Linked DNA regions of Anser cygnoides: region 1 is linked to region 2. A link is a contact called in public Hi-C data. All regions are on one chromosome and are shown on one strand. Each heading gives the region's core, a stretch centred on a gene start, on an enhancer-like site or on the middle of the called end of the contact. The rest is flanking DNA. Distances are from core to core; before and after follow the strand shown. Region 1 holds the start of PIGA (phosphatidylinositol glycan anchor biosynthesis class A). Region 2 holds the start of ZRSR2 (zinc finger CCCH-type, RNA binding motif and serine/arginine rich 2).

Region 1 (4,046 bases), core at 322-2,821, 200 kb before region 2:
TAGAACAAACCTGTCATGTAGCTGGTATCTTTCCCGGACTTCTTCCAATACAATTCGTTTTGGTCCTTCTCCTCCAACTAAGAAATGTAACTCTGGATACTTCTGACAGAGCTCAGGAATTATACCACTAAGCAAATCTATACCTAAGAGAACAGAATTTAGGACAAGCTGTTATTGTATTTGATGTTAGAAGTTATCATGATGTAGCCTACTGTGTTAGCGCTACTCAGGATGGGAAAAGCCTCTTGCGCAGTTGTACTGCTGAACACAAAACTCTTAAAAAGAAAAAAGAAAGCAAACAAAACAAACAAACAAAAAACCACAACAATATGTGATCTATTAGGAGACAAATATGATGAACAATGACTTAAATTGATGTTGCTTGATTAAAAAAAAAACAGTTGAATCATTTTTAATAGAATACATAGATCAGGGCCTAGACCATACCTTCCATTTAAGCCAAACCTTTCACTTCATAAACTCCAGCACCTGCAATGCTGGAAGAAAAACAGACCTCTAAATCCAACACGTGCAAATTAAAGTGTGGATTCCTTCTTCTTGCATGCAGAGACACAAAAGCCCAACATTGTCAGCTCACGAAGCAGTGAAACTCCCACTTCAATCCACGCCATAAATCCCATGTTCCTGGTAACTCTCCAAGACCTTTCTTACCATAGTCTATAGAACGCGATAACGAGGACAGGCTTGTGTTTTAGCCCCCATTACCTTTTCTGTAAACAAGCCTGCTGACCACGACGATCGTTATGGTCCTGTCATCCCTTCTGGAGGGGTCTGGGGTGAAGTCGGTGGGATCCACGGCGTTGGGGATGACGGATACGATCCGCGGGTCCAGGGCCGCTCGCAGCACCGTGTTCTCCTTGCTGGTGTAGGAGACGCAGATGATGTGGTTGGTATCGCAGAGGGACACGGTCAGCAGCTTGTTGGTGAGCACCGAGCTGACGTCGGCGAAGCCGAAGAGCGAGTGGTCGGTGAACACCGTCCGCAGCCCCATGGTCTTGGCGTGGAAGAGCGCGTCGTGCGCCATGGCCGAGAAGGAGCTGTGCGCGTGGACGACGGTCACCCTCTCCCGCACGAAGATGCACCGGAGCAGGGGCAGGCTGTGGAAGAGGGTGGTCGCCGTCGACTGGTTGTACATCACCCGGAGCGGCAGGTAGTACACCTTCAGCCCGTTGGTCAGGTACCGCACGCCCCGCCGGCCGCCGTACGCGTGGGTGACCACCAGCACCTTGTGGCCCCGCTCGATCAGGCACTGCGACAGCTGGTAGATGTGGCTCTCCACGCCCCCCATGTTGGGGTAGAAGAAGTCCGACACCATGCACACGCTCTGCGCCGGGACCCCCCCCGCCGCCCGCCCCCCGCCCGCCATTTCGGGCCCGCTGCTGCCCGGGGAGCGCCGAGGCGCCATCACGGACCGACGCCCGCCGCCGCCCCATCGGGCCCGCCAGGCCCGGCCATGCCTGGCGCGGGCCCTTTAAGAGGGCGGCACCCTTGAACAAGGGAGGGGAGGGGGAGCGTGCGCGCGCGCCCGCACCGGCCGCCCACCGGGGCTCCCCGGGCGCTCCCCGCCGCCCTCCACGTTTCCGGGTACGGCCGCTGTCGCCACGGTAACCGCGCGGCCGGCCCGCCCCTCCGGCCCGCCGCGGCCAATCGCCGCCCGGAGCCAGGTCACGCGGGAAAAGGAGCGGCCAATCGGAGCGGCCGCGGGGCGGCGGGAGGGAGAAAGGGAGGGAGGCGGGGCGGGCGCAACGGTCGCTCGGCGGCCGTTGGGCGGAGTTGGCGGGGTTTCCCCTCCTCTTTCCGTCTCGTCGGCCAGTGGCCTTAGTTGTTGTTGGGAGAGGTTGTGCACGAAACAGGAATTTATTTATTATAAAATAAATAATAAAGTAAAATTATTTATTATAAAATAAATAATAACAATAAAAAATATGACAATAATAAATAATAATAATAAAACTGATTTACTTTTGTTTTTTTTTCAGTCACAGTGGGGTCTCGCGAAATAAAAAATAATAATAGTAAAGTTAATAAATAATAATAAGTCTCCTCATTTTCTTTTGGGTCTTGTCAGTCACAGTAGGAGCTCACAAAACATTCTCAAGCCTCTTGCTGCAAGTTTTGTTTCTCTGTAACTGAAAATAAAACCCACCATTTTTACAAACAATCCGGGAGTTTGAGAAAAGCAGCAGAGTAGTGTGAGATGTGCTCTGTCACCGGGAGCTGGCATCGCTCGGCTGTGCCTTTCTGGTCTTCTCAACGAGCTTTGAAATCAGCAGTTCCCACCTCCAACACTGGCTTGTCCACCGCTAGCTGCCAAGAACTGACGTTATCACACCAAGCTTCGGTTGTTCATGTCTTTCCTGTATGCTCCTACAATCATGTTTGGCAGCTGCTTCTCCTTGCCAACATTTCTGGTGTGAATTTTGTCGGATTCTGTTCTATCATCACTCCTATGCAAATATCCTACGCATGAGTGGTGGTATGAGCTGACCAAGGCATCAGTGCTGGTTGGATTCCAGGTTGGGTTAAAGCCTGGACAAAGATCAGAGGTGCCGATCCCAAGAAAGAATGGGGAAGGAATCAGGCACTTTATTCTGGGACTGAAAGAGCTGAAAGACGTTATTGTGCTGAATAAGAAAATTGTTGCCCATTGCCGTGTTCTGCCACGTTGAGAAAGGTGAGACGGGTATTGGTACATCTGACCCTGTCATCAAGTGCTCCTCCTGGGTGGAACGCCTGGTAAGAACCTGAATTTCGTGATACCATGCTGTGAAAGAAGAGCCAGAGGACCAGGGGTCCATCGGGATCCTAGTTCTCAGCAGAACCTGGAGCCTGGATGTAAAACAGTTGCCTTAAATTAAATCTAGGAAAACACAAAGTAGTGCCAGGAAAAGGAGAAAAGTACTTGGAGGTACTCAGCTGCGGCACCCTGGGAGGTGATCCCTGGTAAATTATGGTAGTAACCTGCTTCAGGGTCAGGCTGCCCCAAAGAATCAAGCTGTAGTACTCACTGCAACTCTAGCTGTCTAAAGAAAAAACTTTTTTTTTTTAAACTATCTGGAAAATTACTTTTTTTTTTCCTTTTTTCTTTTTAGACTAGCTATTGCTAATAACAAACTCCTTGAATGCTCTGTCGAGAAACTGTCGTTCTTGGTATGCAAACTTAGAAGATGAAATGGAATTGGTGTACAACACAGCAGCCTCTCATCAAAAAAAGAAGTAAAGTTTGACATGGCCCATAAGCCAATATTAACCCCTGTGCAAATCCAAAATACTCTCAGTGACCTACAAAACCTTCCACAGGATACACCCACTTCATCTCAGAAACCTCCCCTTATGCCATGGGACGGCTATGATTTTTTTTGGCCCTCTACTTATCTGAACTTTGGAGAGGATTCAGTGCTTTCTCAGCAGCTGGCCGTAGGCTCTGGAATGTCTTTCTGAGGGAGGTCAGGAAAAGTATTACAGTGAAGCTTTCCTGCCTTTGATCTTGCATGTTAACTTTGATGTTCGGACATCCATGTTCTATGTTAAAGATGTCTAGTTATGTTTAGTGTCATATCGTCAGTCCAATTCTGTCACCCTGTACCAGAAAGCTCCTCCCCTTGTCATATTCAAACTATCCTGAAAATTTTGTCTACCTGTGAGCCTGGAAAAACCTGTAATGGAAAGGAAAGACATCTTTGCTACTGCAAAGTTGGCAAAGATACTGCTAAATTTTCTATCCACAACTGTTTCATGAGCTTGGGGTACCACATGCTTTTCCCTGGCTGGGTTACTGTGTTGTATATTCATAAAATTGTCATTAATCTTGGGCATATTCAGAATCGGTCCTGCCCTGATCTGAGGTTGAGCTGCTATGAAGGGACCAGCAGCTGAAGAGGAAATCAGGTTTGGTTCTTTCCTAAATGCCTGAACTCGATGCATTCACTCCCTCGTTAAAAGTACATACAAGGTCAGAGTAAGACTGTGGAATATGTAAAGTAGTGAGCAAAGACAGTAACAGTAGACAGTAAAAAACAGTGATA
Region 2 (4,064 bases), core at 619-3,118:
TCTTGGATACGTGAATGGATCTTGCCAAGCTGGAACGGTCATATTTGTTTCTTTCTGACATGAATACTTTCACAGCGCTGCAACAATTAAATTACATGGAACTCTGCACCTATGCTTGAATAGCGGGTGGTTGCTACATGCATAATCCATAAGAATAAACAAAACGGAGAAAAATGCAATTATTTTATTTCTGTTGCAGAAGCATTTCCAGAATTATGAATGTCTGTTATAGCTGATGTTTTTTTGTGTTGTCTTATAAAGAGATCCTCCTTTTCACTATTCAAATTTATAATCTTAAGACAGTTATTTCCACAAATATATTGGGAAAACGCCATAATGAAATGTACAATACTAATGAAAGAAATGAGTGAATTTCTCAATATCGACTTACAGACAATTTAAAGGAGAGTTGTTATGGTATTTACTCTGTTAAAGGGAGGATAAAAAGTTATAGTTGTAGCTCCTTAACAAAATCAGATTTATGAAACATTTGTGCTTTTTCACAACTTTCATGAATGTGTATAGTTCATCAGTTCTAAAATGCACAATACTGCCATCTTCTGTATCTAATGCAGCAAATTGTGTGTTTTACATATTTGTTCTGCACAAGCAAACAGTAAAAGTAATAGTGATGTCAACTCCATTTTAAAAGACAATCTATAATCTGAAACATGGTAAAGTACTAGTAGAAAGGTCATCATCTGAATATTCATTGATCAACTGGCAAACATAGCTGCTGACTATAGTAGTCACAATTGCTCTGAATAACTTCACTGAGGTCCAGAATAAATACGACAGTCATTATGCTATTGATGAACAGCACACTCAATTAGTCTGATTTTTACAAAGCCTGCTCGGGTACACTTCACTGCCAGCAGCTTGGACTATTTATGCAGTTTAACACCTCTAGGATATACAAAGTAAGCTCCTGCATTGGGGTTTATGCCAATAATTTAGGTATTAATCAATGATATACATTATTAATGACTACGTAAAACATGGCCAGATGAAGCCTACATATACTTTACCTTCAAATGCTGCCTTCTATAATGCTTGTTGCCAAACAACTGATTACTGACAACTTGCAAATTTTGGCCCATCTAATCTGTGCTGGTCTGCACATTGTAGCTCATATCTTGCCGTGAAATGTGTACATAATCATGAGAGATAGGATTCCTCAGACAGGATGATGAGAACGTATCGGTTTTGTCAGTTAAATTCACAAACATACCTGCTTGGCGTGCCCCAGCTACACAGCTCTGACTTCCCCCAGCTCTTTGGGAAGCCATTAGGCCACAGCAGCCATCTATCAGCCAAGAGATTTTTTTAAAAAAGGCTCTAAAAAAAGGATACCTAGTGGTGGGCATTGCCCACATCACCTTTCCAGGCGTATTTCACCAAGTAGCTGGTGCAACACAGGCAGGTAACTGGCAAGTTACCACAGCTGGGGACTGCCAGCACAGCACAACCCACTGTGCACGGAAAGAGCCCAGCCGCGATGCTGGGCACCACATGCAGCGCTTTACTCGGTTGGGTTGGGAAATTGGTGTGTGTATTACAGTGAAGGACTCAATTGTGACACGTATCGGGGAGGGACTGAGGGGAGTGCACCTTTTTACTTTTTAAACTTAAGGAAACTGGAATTTGCAGTGCTTCCTAAGGCGTTCCCCCTGAATAATAAATGTTTTTGAAGGGGAGGAGCAACGGCTGCACTCTCCATCCCGCTTTTTAGGGCGTGCAGGAACAGTTTCAGACTTGTTTTGTGAACTTTACAGACGTTATACTTCTAACAGCGTACGAATACCGGCGGAAGCAGCCGCACGAGGGACACAACCACCTCAGGCTGCCTTCCCCGCCCCCACTCCCTCCCCCGGCCGCCGCCATTCCCGGGGGCGCCGGAAGGGATTTGGCGCCCTTCCGCCGCGGGGTCACGTGACGTCCCGTCGGCCCCGCAAGATGGCGGCGCCCATGTTGCTGCCCGAGTCCCCCCTGGGGAAGCTGAGGTGAGGCCGGGCCGCGCCCCCCCCGCCGCCCCCGCCGCGAAGGGAGGAGGCTCCGGGGGGTGCCCCGGGGGGGCCGCGGCCCGATCCCGGTCCCGGCCGGGGCTCGGCGGTGCCGCCGTGCGGCGGGCCCGGCGCTGAGGCCGCCTCGCGGCCGGGCCCGGGAGTGGCGCATCTACGTGCCGCCATGGCCGCCCCGCCGCCGGGGCCCTGAGGGCCGGGGGGGGCCGAGAGGGTCGGGGGGGGCCGCCTCCGCCGGCAGGGAGCCCCCGGGCACCGGAGGGGCGCCGGGAGGTGGGGGGGTGCGGCTGTGCGGGGGGTGCTGCGCTGGCCCGGGGTTGAGCCCCACGCAGCAGGAGCTGAGAAGAGGCGGGCGCTGGGCGGGAGGGGTGCTCTGGTCAGTGCCGGGCATCAGCCGAGAGGGCGAGGTGGCTCCCGGGCGGTTGGCGTGACAGGAGGTGACGCCGGGCTTGTGTAGCCGAAGGCTGACCGGGCGGCGGGGCGTTGGTGATTGAGGGCAGGCGCTGCGCTCCCTGGTAACCACCGCGCTGCCGTCAGTGGCACGCGCCGTTGTGCGGGCGGCGGGGGCGTAAATAGCCACGAACTCAGAGATGGAGGTGAGTTTGGGGCTGTCTGAGGTACGCCTCTGGAGCCTTGTGAAATTGCACGTCCCGAAATGGCAGGATTTTGATCTGCTGACAACGCTCTGAGTGGCGGGATGGGAAGCGCTGAAGATCATCCCTGCTGTTCTGCTGCTGCGAACTGGCCAGAAACAGTGGAGCTAGAAGGAAAAACAAAAAGAAGGGTTTGGTGTGAAGGGATCATTAGATATTTGGAGGGATTTTAACCATAATGAAAACAAGATGCTGTTTCCGAACAGACTAGCAGAGCTATCAGACAAGTTTTCAGGCAAAACACGAGTGTGGCCAAGATTCAATGGTGGAAAAATGGACCTGAGAATTATCTGTGGTAACTGTTACGTGTGCTTTTCATAGCCATGCATTAAAACTGCTGTCTGTGGAGAATATCTAGATAGAAGTGTAGAGGCTTAAAATTTCATACCATGTAAAAAGAGAGGAAGACTAAAATATTCTGAAAGGGGTATCACAACTTCAGGCCAGGATACGCCCAATTTCTTCTCCCAGATCTTACCTAATAACCAAAGGTCAGACTCTAGGGGAGATTTCATGAAGTTGGTGATAATGCTAAGCCCTGCAGAGTTCAGGAAGGATGAGACTGTGTGTTGGTTCCCAGTGAGGTCGTTATTGCTGGCAACGTGCAGTTCTAACGGCATAGTTGCGGATTTCATTACCATGCCAGATATTCCTGTGGAGTTACTGTTTCATATGAATATTCATTAATTTTGCAGTTGTGAGATTTGGTGCTGCTGATGTAATTGAGTGTATGTATGACAGCAAAACTTAATTGTTTGGGTGTAGTAACGTAAATAATTTCTCATCTTCAGCCATCAAAAATACAGAGCTATTCTGAAAAAAGAAAAGCGGAAAAAAAAGCGGCAGGCACTTGCCAAACTGAGAGACTCTGGTAAGTGCGAAGAGTTTCATATGTTGTCTATTTTTGCTGACTGTGACATCTGATTATTTAGATGCATTGTTTTGTGTCTTTTCTCAGAAGCTACAGAAAAAGATGAATCAGTGTCAGAGGAGGAAGAGGAGGAACTGGAAGAAGAGGAAGAAGAAGAAGAGGAAAAAAAGCTCGAGGCAGAAAGGTGAAACAGCTAGAAACTAGTATATGCTTAGTAGATAGGTTTTTAGTCAATTACATTTTGACAATTTGAAAAGTCTCAATATATTTTATAAAACAGAATTCTTAATCTGTGTTTTATGCTACCCAGGATTTTTCTAATGCATGAATGACTTTCATGGGATTTTCTATTTTAAAGAGTATTAGATAAACTGTAGTTAATGCTGAACTAATAAATTTGAATTATATGCATATCAATTGCAGGAAGTCAGTAAAATTTGTCTAAGTGGCATCTGGTTTCATTGGTAGACAAAAACTGCATGAGCAGTGGTTGCTGAGAGAAGAAAAGGCCCAAGAAGA

Evidence for each region. A called contact is a pair of places that touch in the nucleus more often than the background predicts.
Region 1: a Hi-C map of liver shows a contact between it and region 2, with 2.0 times the contacts expected there. The contact joins the promoter of PIGA here to the promoter of ZRSR2 in region 2. A contact is called at or near these places in 2 of 7 Hi-C or Micro-C datasets (both in liver).

The regions. Positions count from the first base shown.
Region 1 is chr1:130,785,222-130,789,267 of Taihu_goose_T2T_genome, reverse strand. PIGA (phosphatidylinositol glycan anchor biosynthesis class A) reads right to left here and starts at 1,571. Exons shown (of 5, transcript XM_013184011.3): 1 at 727-1,571; 2 at 11-143. The coding sequence starts at 1,426.
Region 2 is chr1:130,590,271-130,594,334 of Taihu_goose_T2T_genome, reverse strand. ZRSR2 (zinc finger CCCH-type, RNA binding motif and serine/arginine rich 2) reads left to right here and starts at 1,868. Exons shown (of 11, transcript XM_048066700.2): 1 at 1,868-2,003; 2 at 3,466-3,545; 3 at 3,633-3,729; 4 at 4,014-4,064. The coding sequence starts at 1,957.